Regions from separate parts of the Mus musculus genome. Here regions 1 and 3 are each linked to region 2. The links are chromatin contacts, called in public HiCAR-type and Micro-C maps. All regions are on one chromosome and are shown on one strand. The core of a region is the stretch at or near the end of the contact, and the rest is flanking DNA. Distances in the headings are between cores, read along the strand shown.

The links. A called contact is a pair of places that touch in the nucleus more often than the background predicts. HiCAR-type assays count read pairs that join an accessible place to other places.
Region 1: a HiCAR-type map of astrocytes shows a contact between it and region 2, with 5 times the contacts expected there. The contact joins the promoter of Cand1 here to the promoter of Rap1b in region 2. A contact is called at or near these places in 8 of 39 promoter capture datasets (the 3T3-L1 cell line, cranial neural crest, embryonic stem cells and 4 more), 3 of 484 Hi-C or Micro-C datasets (cranial neural crest, embryonic stem cells and pre-B cells) and 3 of 115 datasets of contacts at active chromatin or transcription factors (astrocytes, embryonic stem cells and pancreatic cancer cells).
Region 3: a contact with region 2 is called in a Micro-C map of embryonic stem cells, with 7 times the contacts expected there. The contact joins the promoter of Grip1 here to the promoter of Rap1b in region 2. A contact is called at or near these places in 3 of 39 promoter capture datasets (hippocampal neurons, liver and pre-B cells) and 1 of 484 Hi-C or Micro-C datasets (embryonic stem cells).

The regions. Positions count from the first base shown.
Region 1 is chr10:119,238,190-119,241,621 of GRCm38.p6, reverse strand. It overlaps Cand1 (cullin associated and neddylation disassociated 1), which reads left to right and starts at 1,567. Exons shown (of 15, transcript NM_027994.1): 1 at 1,567-1,981. The coding sequence starts at 1,914.
Region 2 is chr10:117,844,253-117,847,720 of GRCm38.p6, reverse strand. Rap1b (RAS related protein 1b) reads left to right here and starts at 1,747. Exons shown (of 8, transcript NM_024457.2): 1 at 1,747-1,890.
Region 3 is chr10:119,452,710-119,456,291 of GRCm38.p6, reverse strand. Grip1 (glutamate receptor interacting protein 1) reads right to left here and starts at 2,258. Exons shown (of 23, transcript NM_001277292.1): 1 at 1,870-2,258. The coding sequence starts at 1,927.

The sequences.
Region 1 (3,432 bases), core at 318-2,817, 1.4 Mb before region 2:
CAGTGATCACACTTGTTTATAACTGGAGCTCCAGGGATCTGACACCCACACACAGATACACATGGAGGAATTACACCAATGCACGTAAAATAAACAAATTATTAGCCAGGCGTGGTGGCACACAGCTTCAATCCTAATATTGCAGGCAGAGGCAGAGGGGCAGAGGGGAAGGGGGGCAGGGGGTCAGAGGGGCAGGGGGGCAGAGGCAGGGGGATCTGAGTTTGAGATCAGCCTGGTCTACAGATTGAGTTCCAAAACAGCCAGGGTTACCCAGAGAAACTCTATCTCAGAAAAGCAAACCAAACCTAAATCTCTGATCCTTCCAACTCTTCTTTGGGCTATTTGTGAAATACTGAACGGTTAGGGAAACTTGGAGAGTAAACAAACAGTTGTACATGTCACCTCTGATCTCTGGTGGTTGTGTTGGTGTATCCGAGCACATAGGAAAACTTAGATTTCATAACTAAGTGCACAGAAGCCGACTATTGAAAGATGTAGGCTCAGAGCACAATCTGCAATGATACTTCCCCACCACCTCCCCTATTTGCGACAGGTTTGCACTAGATACCCCTAACTGGCCTAGGATTCGATTTAGAGACCAAGCTAGCTTTTATACTTGAGACCCACAAGGCTCTCCTACACTTGCCTCTACTGATCAGGGATTAGAGGCGTGCACCATCCATGTTTGGCATTGGGAGAGAATCCTTACTAGGACCTAAATGGAACAGAAAAAAAGTGGCTCCGGGATGAATAAAAGGATTACGTCCAAACTGTGGCCCTGAGGCCTTTTAGCGGAGCAAAGATTAGTACTAAGGTTCGACTAGGCCCCTACCAAAACACTGAATTTTGCAAGGCGCTTGCCCAAAACAACATGAGGACGGGGGTGGGGGTGGGAGTGGGCGATGTTTTCAGGGAAACAGACACTTTAGAAACAGCACACGCCGATGGAAAGATTTTATTTAGCATAACCCGCGTTGCCTGCCTGCAAATCCCAGCATTCTCTCCGACCACGGGAACCAATAAAGAAACTCCAGGTTCAAAGAGCCAATCACGTCCTTCGTGTGTCCCCAATTGAATTGTGGGAGTCGTAGTTCTCACGTGGCAACCATACAGCATGGTTGTTAGGGGACAGTTTCGGCCACGCGTACCGTTCGGAAAGAGAGCTCATTTTTCCATTGCACCCCTTGGCCTCCAGGCCAGCTCTTAGCATCATCACCCACAAGCCCCACGCGCTTTCAAACGCATAGACCTTCCTTCTTAATGTCGCAGGGAGGAGCAAGGAGCGTTTGCAGAACTCCGGCCTTGGACGCTCACTGCCCGTCCTTTAACCGTCGCTTTAAGGTCTCGCGAGAAGAGCCCCTCGAGGCGTTGCCATTCCGCCCGAAAGGCGGCCCGTGCGAAGACAGACAGCCGGCCGGGCCAACGGGAGCGTCCCTGTAAACCGCGACTGCGCAGAGTGCGCCGGGCAGCCCCGGTGACCTCCGACCCCGCCTCCCCGCAGCGCCCTGCGTCGGCCGCCCCCGCCCTCCTAGCGAAGGAGGCGGGCTTTGGCCTCTTGCCCTAGGGAGCGAGTGCGGAGGGAGTGGGAGCGAGGCGGCCCGAACGCAAGTGTCTGGCTTCCCGGCGAGGCCCAAGCCGTCCGTCCCGCCGCCCATGAGCTCGGCGCCCCGCGAGCAGCGCCGTCGTTAGGCCGTCCCCGTCACTCACTCTCGGCCTCCCCTACCTCCCCCCCGGGGCAGCCATTCCCCTCCCCATCCCCGTCTGGCCGGGGACTGGACGTCGCGTCGGAGCGCCTTCCCCAGTCCGCGTCGCGGTGCGACCCTGGAAGCGGGCGCCGCCGCCAAGGAGAGGAGGAGCCCCGGCCGCGGGGCCCAGCAGCCACTGAGCCAGCAGGCGGGATCGAGGCCGGCAACATGGCGAGCGCTTCGTACCACATCTCCAACTTGCTGGAGAAAATGACATCCAGCGACAAGGACTTCAGGTGAGGCTGAAATCCGACCCTCGCCCCACCTCGGGGTGGGGGAGAGGTGGAGGGCGGCCGCCGCCCGGGCCTCGCGACAGGCCCTGCCCCACCCCTCGGTCCGGCGGGTCTCCAGCCACCCCCTCCCCCATCTCCCCGCTAGGCCGTTGTCCGCTCTGGCCGCCCGGGGCTGGTCCGCGTCCCGGCGTCCCTGGCGCATCCTTTGTCCACCCCCAGGGACGCGTCCCAGGTAGCGCCCGGGCCCGAAGGCACGGGCTGCGCGGGAGGGAAGGAGTTTTTCCCGGGCGGGCGGGTGGCCGGGCCTAGTCCCCGGCCCTCCCGAGGCGCCAGGCCATCCCGGCGCTGGGGGACAAGCTGCCGCTCTCCAGCCACTCAGCCGCCGCCTGGCTTTTTCCCGCGGATGGGAAATGGGTGCCACGATCAACTTTCTCCGAGGCCTTCGCTGATTGGATTGTATACTTTCTCTTTGGATCCTTCTCTTTGGCGAAGGTGGCCAGAAGGGGGAGGGGAGCCCGGCTTGGTGGGGGGGAAACTTGGCCTGCAGGGTTTTCCCGCCAGCATCCCTGTCACTTTTCTCCGGCCGAGTGAAAGCCACGCAGGATCTTGGGGTTTCGGTCTCACATCCCTATACAGAGTCATGGCCAGAGGGCTGGATTGCCAAGCAAACCAATCTTGAAAAGAGAGGCTGGTGAGCCATGAAGCTTAATCATAGAGTTGTGTTCTGCAAGACCTGGACCATTGGTTCTTAGTCCCGTGCATATCGAAGGTGTTATATTTTCACACAGTCGCCTCGTCTGTTTTTTTCATGCTACACTGATTGTTAACACACACACCACGCCTAATCCTTCACAAATAAGCCCTCTGTCAAAAGAAAAAAGGCTATTTTTTTGATACCTAAGTTTTCCTCTGTAATGCCTTGGGCCATAGTACAGTTTTGTGTGCATTTAGACTAAAGAACAAGTAATCTTTGGTTAAAATTAGTCTAGGAGCTTGGTTTTTGTTCTGTGAACTCTTAACACCTGAAGGTTTGTCCAAATCCTATCTGAAGCAATTTTCCCACTGGTGAAAGGGGAACTCCGGGGAAAATAATGCCTTTGTTCCTAGGTAAAGTCATAAGTGCGCAGTGAACTACATACAGGGTCGTTTCTCTGACTCCAAACCACCAAGAATTTGATATATATGTATGTATACCTACCTACCTATGGAGTTTCTGAGTCTTACATTTCCATTTTTAAAAAAGTTTCCCCTGAGGATGATGTGGGGAGAGAGTGGCGTGTTTGTCGGGAGCACTTTGAAGCTTGGGTTGGATCTCCAGGTGAAGGTGGAGGGGGTTGCACTTAGACTGCTGAGGACGAGGGAGAGCCTGGTTCCTTCTGGATCCTTGCTCACTCACTCACAGTTGACGTTGTCAATGAATGAATGAAACAGCCAGGATTGTAAGCTCTCGGTTG
Region 2 (3,468 bases), core at 498-2,997:
AAACGCTGCTATCAAAAACTTGTCAGGGAGGAGGAGGGCTCAGCAGGACAAAGGGCTTGTTACCCAGGCAGGAGAACCGGGGTTTCCAGTTCAGTCCCCCTGCAGTCACATAAGAATCCAGAGTGGTGGGAATGGAGACAGGAGACTCCCTTGAGATTGGTGGCCAGCCACTCAAGCCTAATTGGTGAGGTTCAGTGAGAGACCCTGTTTCAAAACAACTAAGTGGAGAGCGACAGAAAATAACCTGTTCACCTCTGGCTTCTGTGTGCCCACAGGCGAGGGCACAAGCGTGCAGAAGCACACACAACTGTCAATTATGGGTTTTTTCTTTTTTTGTTGTTCTAAAGGTTGAACCTACTACACTCGGACACTTGCTAGACAAGTACTGGATCATTAAGCTATGCCCCCCCCCTTTTTTTAACTTCTTGAGAATCTCACAAAACCGTTTAGGTTGGCTTTAACTTACTCTGTGGCCTCAGCAACCTAGAATTTGCAAGGAGCCACCTCCTGCTCAGTCTGCAGAAGAAAGAGGTGTGCTCTTACAGACTGGCATCCTGAGACCCAGCTATAATTCTTTCTTACTCGCTCACTTAACTCAGGTTAGCGTAGTGGTCACGTCTCCATTTCTCTTCTAGGGTTCGTTAAATTTCCAGAATAATTTGTACAGGGAGGGCCAGCTAAATTGCCTACTCCTTTCAGTACTTTCCTCTCAAGTTTTGTTCATCAAAACCTTTTCCCTCGCTGGCAGTGGTGGCGCATGCCTTTAATCCCCAGCACTCCATACGTAGAGGCAGGTGTATCTGAGATGAAAGCCAAGCTGGTCAACATAGCAAGGTCAGGCCAGCCAGGACCACGCAATGAAGAGAGCGTAATCAGAGCAGAAACAAAGTCTTCCAAACAAAGCTCTGATAGCATGATTCTCATATTAAAGGTGATGGTGAGAAAATATTCTAATTACCTAGATCGATGTAAGTTCTTGTGCTCTTTGGAACAAGTCATTTTTGGACAGAGCTTTTCGGAGTCACATCATAGACTGACATCTATGAGTAATCTATAAAGTCATGAAGGCGCCCCAGGCATGCTCTTCCATGAACCAATTATTTTAATTCTATAAACTGTTCACTTAGGCACAGGCCATAAGCATGCTTTGGAATCCTCCATTCGCGAACTGCGTCTGGCAGGGTAATTTGGACAGCTGGCCCTGCTTAACACACCACAGGCTGAAATACTTGTCAAACCTAAAGAAAGGCCATTTGAAAAATGAAAAGCTGCCCTCGCGCTCTGGGAGTGGGAACTGCTGCTCTGTTACTTCCCCAGCACAAAGGACCACGCGAACACCGACGGTCTGGGGGCGTTGGCGACTGTGCACTCGGAGGCCCCGCGAAGGCGTCAGAGGTTTCCAAGCCCCTGAGCTCCCCGTTACCCGCTGGGGTCGAAACGGATGCGCTCCGCTGAGGCTGACACCGATTATGTCGGACAGCCCAGCCAGCGGGGGGCGAGGCCGACCGCAGCAACGAGACGCAGGGCAGGGGAGAAGGGCCACGGCCGGAGCCGGCGACCGAGAGCCGGGGCGAGGCCCACTGCGAGGCGAGCACGACGAGACCCCGCCCCCCTCCGCCAGGGCCCGCCTCGGCCCCGCCCCTTCCCGGGCTGCGCTCCTGCGCGCCCCGCCCGCGGGCGGAAGCGAGAGCGAGGCTGAACGCCTGACGTCAAGGCGACACCGCCAAACCTCGCCCAGAGTCAGGCGTGGAAAGCAGCCCGAGCGGCGGCGGCGGCGGCGACGGCGACGGCGGCAGCGGCAGAGACCGCCGTGGCGCCGGGAGCAGCGACCCGAAGGGAACGCGCGGCGACGGCGAGGGCGACGGCGGCGACCCGGTGACAGCGCGAGAGGTGGGCGCGGGGTGCGTGCGTGGCCGCGAGGCTGGCGGGGGGCCGGGCGCCGGCTGAGGGGAGAGGTGGGGTGCGGCGCGGACCGGGCGGGGCAGCCCGATGGCCCCCGCGGCGGCGAGGGTGGCCCGGGCGCGCGGCAGGTGGCTGGCGGGGGGCCCCCCGAGTCCCTCGCTCGCTTCGGCGGGGCGCGCCGCCTCGGGGCGGCCGGGGAGGAACCGCGGCCGCGGCGGGGGAGCAGCGCGCTTTGCGGAAGGGGTCAAATGTCTGAAATATGGCGGAGGAAGTGAGCGCCCGAGGAGCCCCCACCCGCCTGCCCGAGGCCCCCGCAGCCTTCCCCGCCGCGCCCCGCTCCCCGCCTCGGCGGTGGGTGGAAGTTAGAGCGGAAACCAGAAAGTTGTCCTCTGCGGACACCCGGGCTTCTCCCAGCCCGGGGCCGGGCGGGCGGAGCAGCGTCGCGAGGGGGGGCGGGGGGACCACTCCCCGGCGCCCCGCGGGCTCGAGCCTGACAGGGAAAAAGTTTGCCCGGATCGGGGCTGGCTTGCTTCATTTGTTGCGGGAAGTGGCAGGAGGAAGGCAGCGGAGCGAGCCCCACCTAGTCTGGCAGCCGCCACCGTGCAGAGGGAAAAAAAAAATGTTAAAGGGGCCTTTCCTTCGTCAGCAAGAGGAAATCTCTTTTTCTCTTGCAGAGAGAAAAATCCAGGAAGTTTGTCCTCTTCTCCTTTTTTTTTTTTTTTTCTTTTCGCCATCTCGAGGTGTCTGATTCTGAAACTGACTTATCAGCGCCGTGAATTTGGGAACTAGGCCCTCGGGATTTTCCTTGGGGTGGAGGGGGGCGGGAGGAGAAGATGCCTTTGGAAGAAACATCTTCGCTTAAGAGTTTTGAGCAGATGGGATTGCTTTCCTTTCGCTTGCCCCCTCCCACCCCCCAATGCTTTAGAAAGATATTTTGGCCCTGCGACTCTCGACTCGTGTGCATACAAGCACTTCTTTATTACAGTAATAGGAACTCACATTTTTTTTTTTTACTAAGTTGAAAGTTGACATTACGATGCAGGCTGGACTTTTCAATATTTTAAAAATCAATTGAGTCTCGTTGAAATGTTTGCTTTGCTGGCAGTGTGTATTAATATATACCGAGTGCCTCTAGCTTGTAAATTCATTTTTTTTTCAGTTTTCTTTTGTATAATTAGAACGTTGTCGAGACTTGCCTGAAAGGAGTTTATCTTAGCAAGAAGTAACTTAATTGAATGGAGAAATTCTTTTAATTTAAAGCCCTTACCACTCTTAAAGCCTGATATGAAGTCAGTGTATTAAGTCATAATAGAGTCATGGGGCTTTTTAGGGCCGGAAAGAGACTCTTTAAATCATCTGGTCCCACCCTGTCGTTTCATGAGGAGGAAACTAAGGCCTAAAATAGATAACCAATTACCTGAGTCTGCTGATTTGTAAAGCCGTGGTCTATCCATAAAGGACAATCCACAGGAAGCAATGTGACTTTTTTTTTTTTTTAATTGTGAATTACATCTTGGTAGAGATTATTGGTCCCATTATGCTCTCTTCTCCAAGAGTGCCATAGTT
Region 3 (3,582 bases), core at 1,009-3,508, 1.6 Mb before region 2:
AGATTTTTGTGCACTGGAGGAATTCCGGTCTTATCTCAACCAAGCAGATTAGGTGATCATCTTTCAAAGTTACTATATTTCTAAAAGACATACAAGTACATTTTATTACAATCCCCCCCCCCAAAAAAAAAATCTACCCACTTCAGCATTCTGATAAAAACCTAGGGGCAACACAGTAGTGATTTTTTTTTTTTAATCATCAAACTGACGCACTTAACATCAGGTGCGTCGCAGCATTTAGCTGATAGGACAGACCTGGGTGCTTGACAGACCCCTTTCTTTCATTGCTTCAACCTGGTAGTGAAATATTGGCACCTGGATCTGCAAATCTTAAGATATGGTTATGCAAAGGCAGGCATTGAAGCATTTCTGTAGCAGGGATACCACTGGGCGCGGGGCGGGGGGGGGGGGGTAAATCCATGGTCACACGCCAGAAGTGTACTGCAAATGAATGCACAACTCTAATAAGGAAGTGGTTTTAAAAGGGACAGATTCCCTGAGTCATTAAAAAGGCTATCAACCAAAGACGCGCTGTGCCACCTAGAGAAAAACTGGAAACTGTACATTGGTTTCTTGGCTGTAAGCATTTTTTTCCAAAACCTGAAACTTTTAGCATGACGAGTAACACCAGCCACCGTCCATACCAGCTCCCCCACGCTGCAGAATCAAATTCTTTTGGGGTGGGGGGGGCAGGGGGGAAATAGCGCTGTCCCTTCTACACACCAGATTGGCTTCCTGCTTCCATCACAGCCTACCCACGAAGCACCATTTAACCTCCAGCACCAACTGTTAGTCATGAAGACCCTGCAGCCTGAAAGCCATTCAATTCTCAAGCAGGTTCCTTGAACAAGCCAAAGCAGGCTGTAGTTGAAGCAGCAGGAGTATATAAACCCTGGTGGACCTTGACAGCCAGGGAATCCCTCTGGATGCTGCGCACCCCACAGCCCCATGGGGCCTTGGTAGGAAATTTTGGTGTACTCCGTACATGATATCCAGGTTACGGCCAACCACTGCACAACCCAAACACCGTAAGATGACAACAGAACCAAGCGTTTAGAGTGCAAAAGGCCTTCAACTTTTCCTCTCCGCGAGTCACTTCAAAACAACGTGCCCAGCACACTTGGCAGGCTGAAGCACAAAGGGGCTGCAGAGCCACCTGGCACGGAGAGCCGTGTCTTCCGAAGAAAACAGACAGTAATTATGAAAAGTCCGCAGTCCTGCGGTATTAACTAGAAAGCCGGGACTGCGCTGGGCATAACTCATCTTTTAGGCAGTCACTACCAGCCAGGGGACAGTCAGTCCTCTCTCCCCTCCCCCCTTCCAGCGACCCAAGGCAGCGCCCCCTACCCGCCCCCCACACTCTTCCCCCTTCTACTCCCCCTTTAAGAATCTCCTGCAACTTTGGGTTTGGCAGCACCATCGTAGCCCAGCCAGAGGCGGGGACATCGTCAAGGCGGCCGCGGCAGGAGGAGGAAAGTTTGAAAAGTCACTTAAAGCATTGCAAGATTCTCCCCCACCCCCAGCACCAGGAGAGCCCACCGCACAGAGAGGAGCCGGGGCTCCACGTGCGCAGCGGGCCCAGGAGAAGCTGGAGTTCCCTCTAGGTCCTCGGTAAGAAAAAACAGAATCTTTCCCCGGGCGAAAAGTTGCTTGCCGCAGCACTGTTCCCTTGCCCCCTCGGCTTTTCCCCCCTCCAGATCCCCAAACCCCCTCTCGGATTTCGCAAGGTGCCACCTGGCCTGGAGCGCGGTCCCCGGAGGGCACGGCGCCCCTCCCTTGCCGGCCGGAGGACAGGTCTCGGGGAGCTGGGGGACAGGGAGGCACCGAGGGCGCCCGGCCCGGCCCCCCAGGCTCGACCGCCAGGCTCACCTCTCTCCTGCTCCTCCGCTTGTAAGCAGATGGGGATGTTCTTCTTCCAGCCCGGCATGGTGTCTGCTCCCTGAGCTTGCTCCGGGGCGTACTCGCTGGCTCGCTCACTCGCTGGTCGCCGGCTCTGGGGCTCGCCGCGCCTCCTGGCTCACGCCCTCCGGCCGGTAGCAACACGCCCGAGGCTGCTCAGCGGGGCTGGGGCGCCGAGGCGACTCCCCGATACATTGAGGCGACGCCGCGCGCCCCGCTGCTCGCCTCCAAGTCTCCCGAGCTCCCCGGGGGTGGCGGTGGCGGTGGCTGTGGCGGTCGGGCCGCGCGGTAACCGGGCAGAGCTGGGGGGGGGGGGGGGTTCTGCAGCCGCGGTGGCGCGGTGTGGCCGCGAGGCCGGGGGACCGGAGCAGGCCGGTGTAGGACCGCCGAGCCCCCGGAGGTGGGCGCCGGCGGGAGCTCAGGGCTGGCGCCGCCTCGCTCCGCTCCTCCTCCTCCACCTCCTCCTCCTCTTCGTCGTCCTCGCCTTCTCCTTCCTCGTCCCTCCGCCGCCAGCAGGTGGGACTCGGAGCCGCCGCGGCCGCACAAAGCTCCTCGGGGCGGGCGGGACCGAGCTGCGGGCTCCCGGGGCGCCTGTCGCCAGAGCCTCTCCCCCCGAGACGCGCGCGAGGCTGGGCGGGCACGGAGGGGCGCGCGCGCTCACACCCTCGGCGCCCGGATCGCCGGCCTGCGAGGCGCGCCCGGCCCGCCAGGTACGGAGCCTGGCACCCCGCCGCCGCTGCGGAGCCCTCGCCCGCCCCTCCCGGGCCTCCCGCCCCGAGCCCGACCGGCCGCTTAGGCGGCTTTGGCGATGACCTCGATGAAGCAGGGGGCAGTGTCCTTCCCTCTAGTCCCTCCTTCTCGCCGCTCACTCCCCTCCCCAGCCCTGCCCGTCGCCCCCTCCCCCAAGTTGAGACTCGCAGCTCCGGATTCGCTAACTTCGCCCTCAACACAGGGGCAGTGGCAACTTTCGGGATGGTCGGCGCTGGTCCCAGGGGTGGGGACGGTGGGAGCCAGGAGCCCCTTTTGTTTTAAAGGATGCAAGCAGACCTCAGCTGAGTGAATATTTAATAGCTGTCTTCAAGTGTAGGAAGGAATTTTATGATCAGGTTTTATGATTAGTTTCTTCCTCTTGTCATAGGCTCACAGAAAGAAAAAAAAAATCAGTGGAAAATGAATAAAGGTGGGGAGGGGGAGGGGGGACAGAAGCCTTTGTACCAGAGCCTGGAAGGTTCTGCCCAGGCATGTGGGCTCTTCCTTGAGACCTCAGTGCTACTAGGAGAGGGACTTTTGGCAGCTGTCTGTCTTGCATGGAGATGCCATTCATTTCTTCAAGCCTGGGCCTCTGGCTGGAAAATAGCCATGCCTTTCCCTCCCATCTGACGGGTTCTGAAGAGTTTGGAGCCCCAGAGGCTGTATCTACTGGAGTGTGGTTTGGGGGTTTCGCCTCTGCGGTTTCTTTTGGCCTCTGAAGGAACTGTGGTTCCTCTCCCTCAATGGGGACATCAGCTCTTGCCAGCCTTCTGCTCTCTCACTGCCAGAGCAATAGCATAATCACACAGCACCTGAAGATAAGGTCTGTCTTCTCCTGCCATCTCATAAACTGTCTGATCAAGCAGGGATGTTGGCACCTGCCGTTGCCCCTTGTGCGAGTGCTTGGTTGTCACTGCAGAGCTGCCCTGCTGC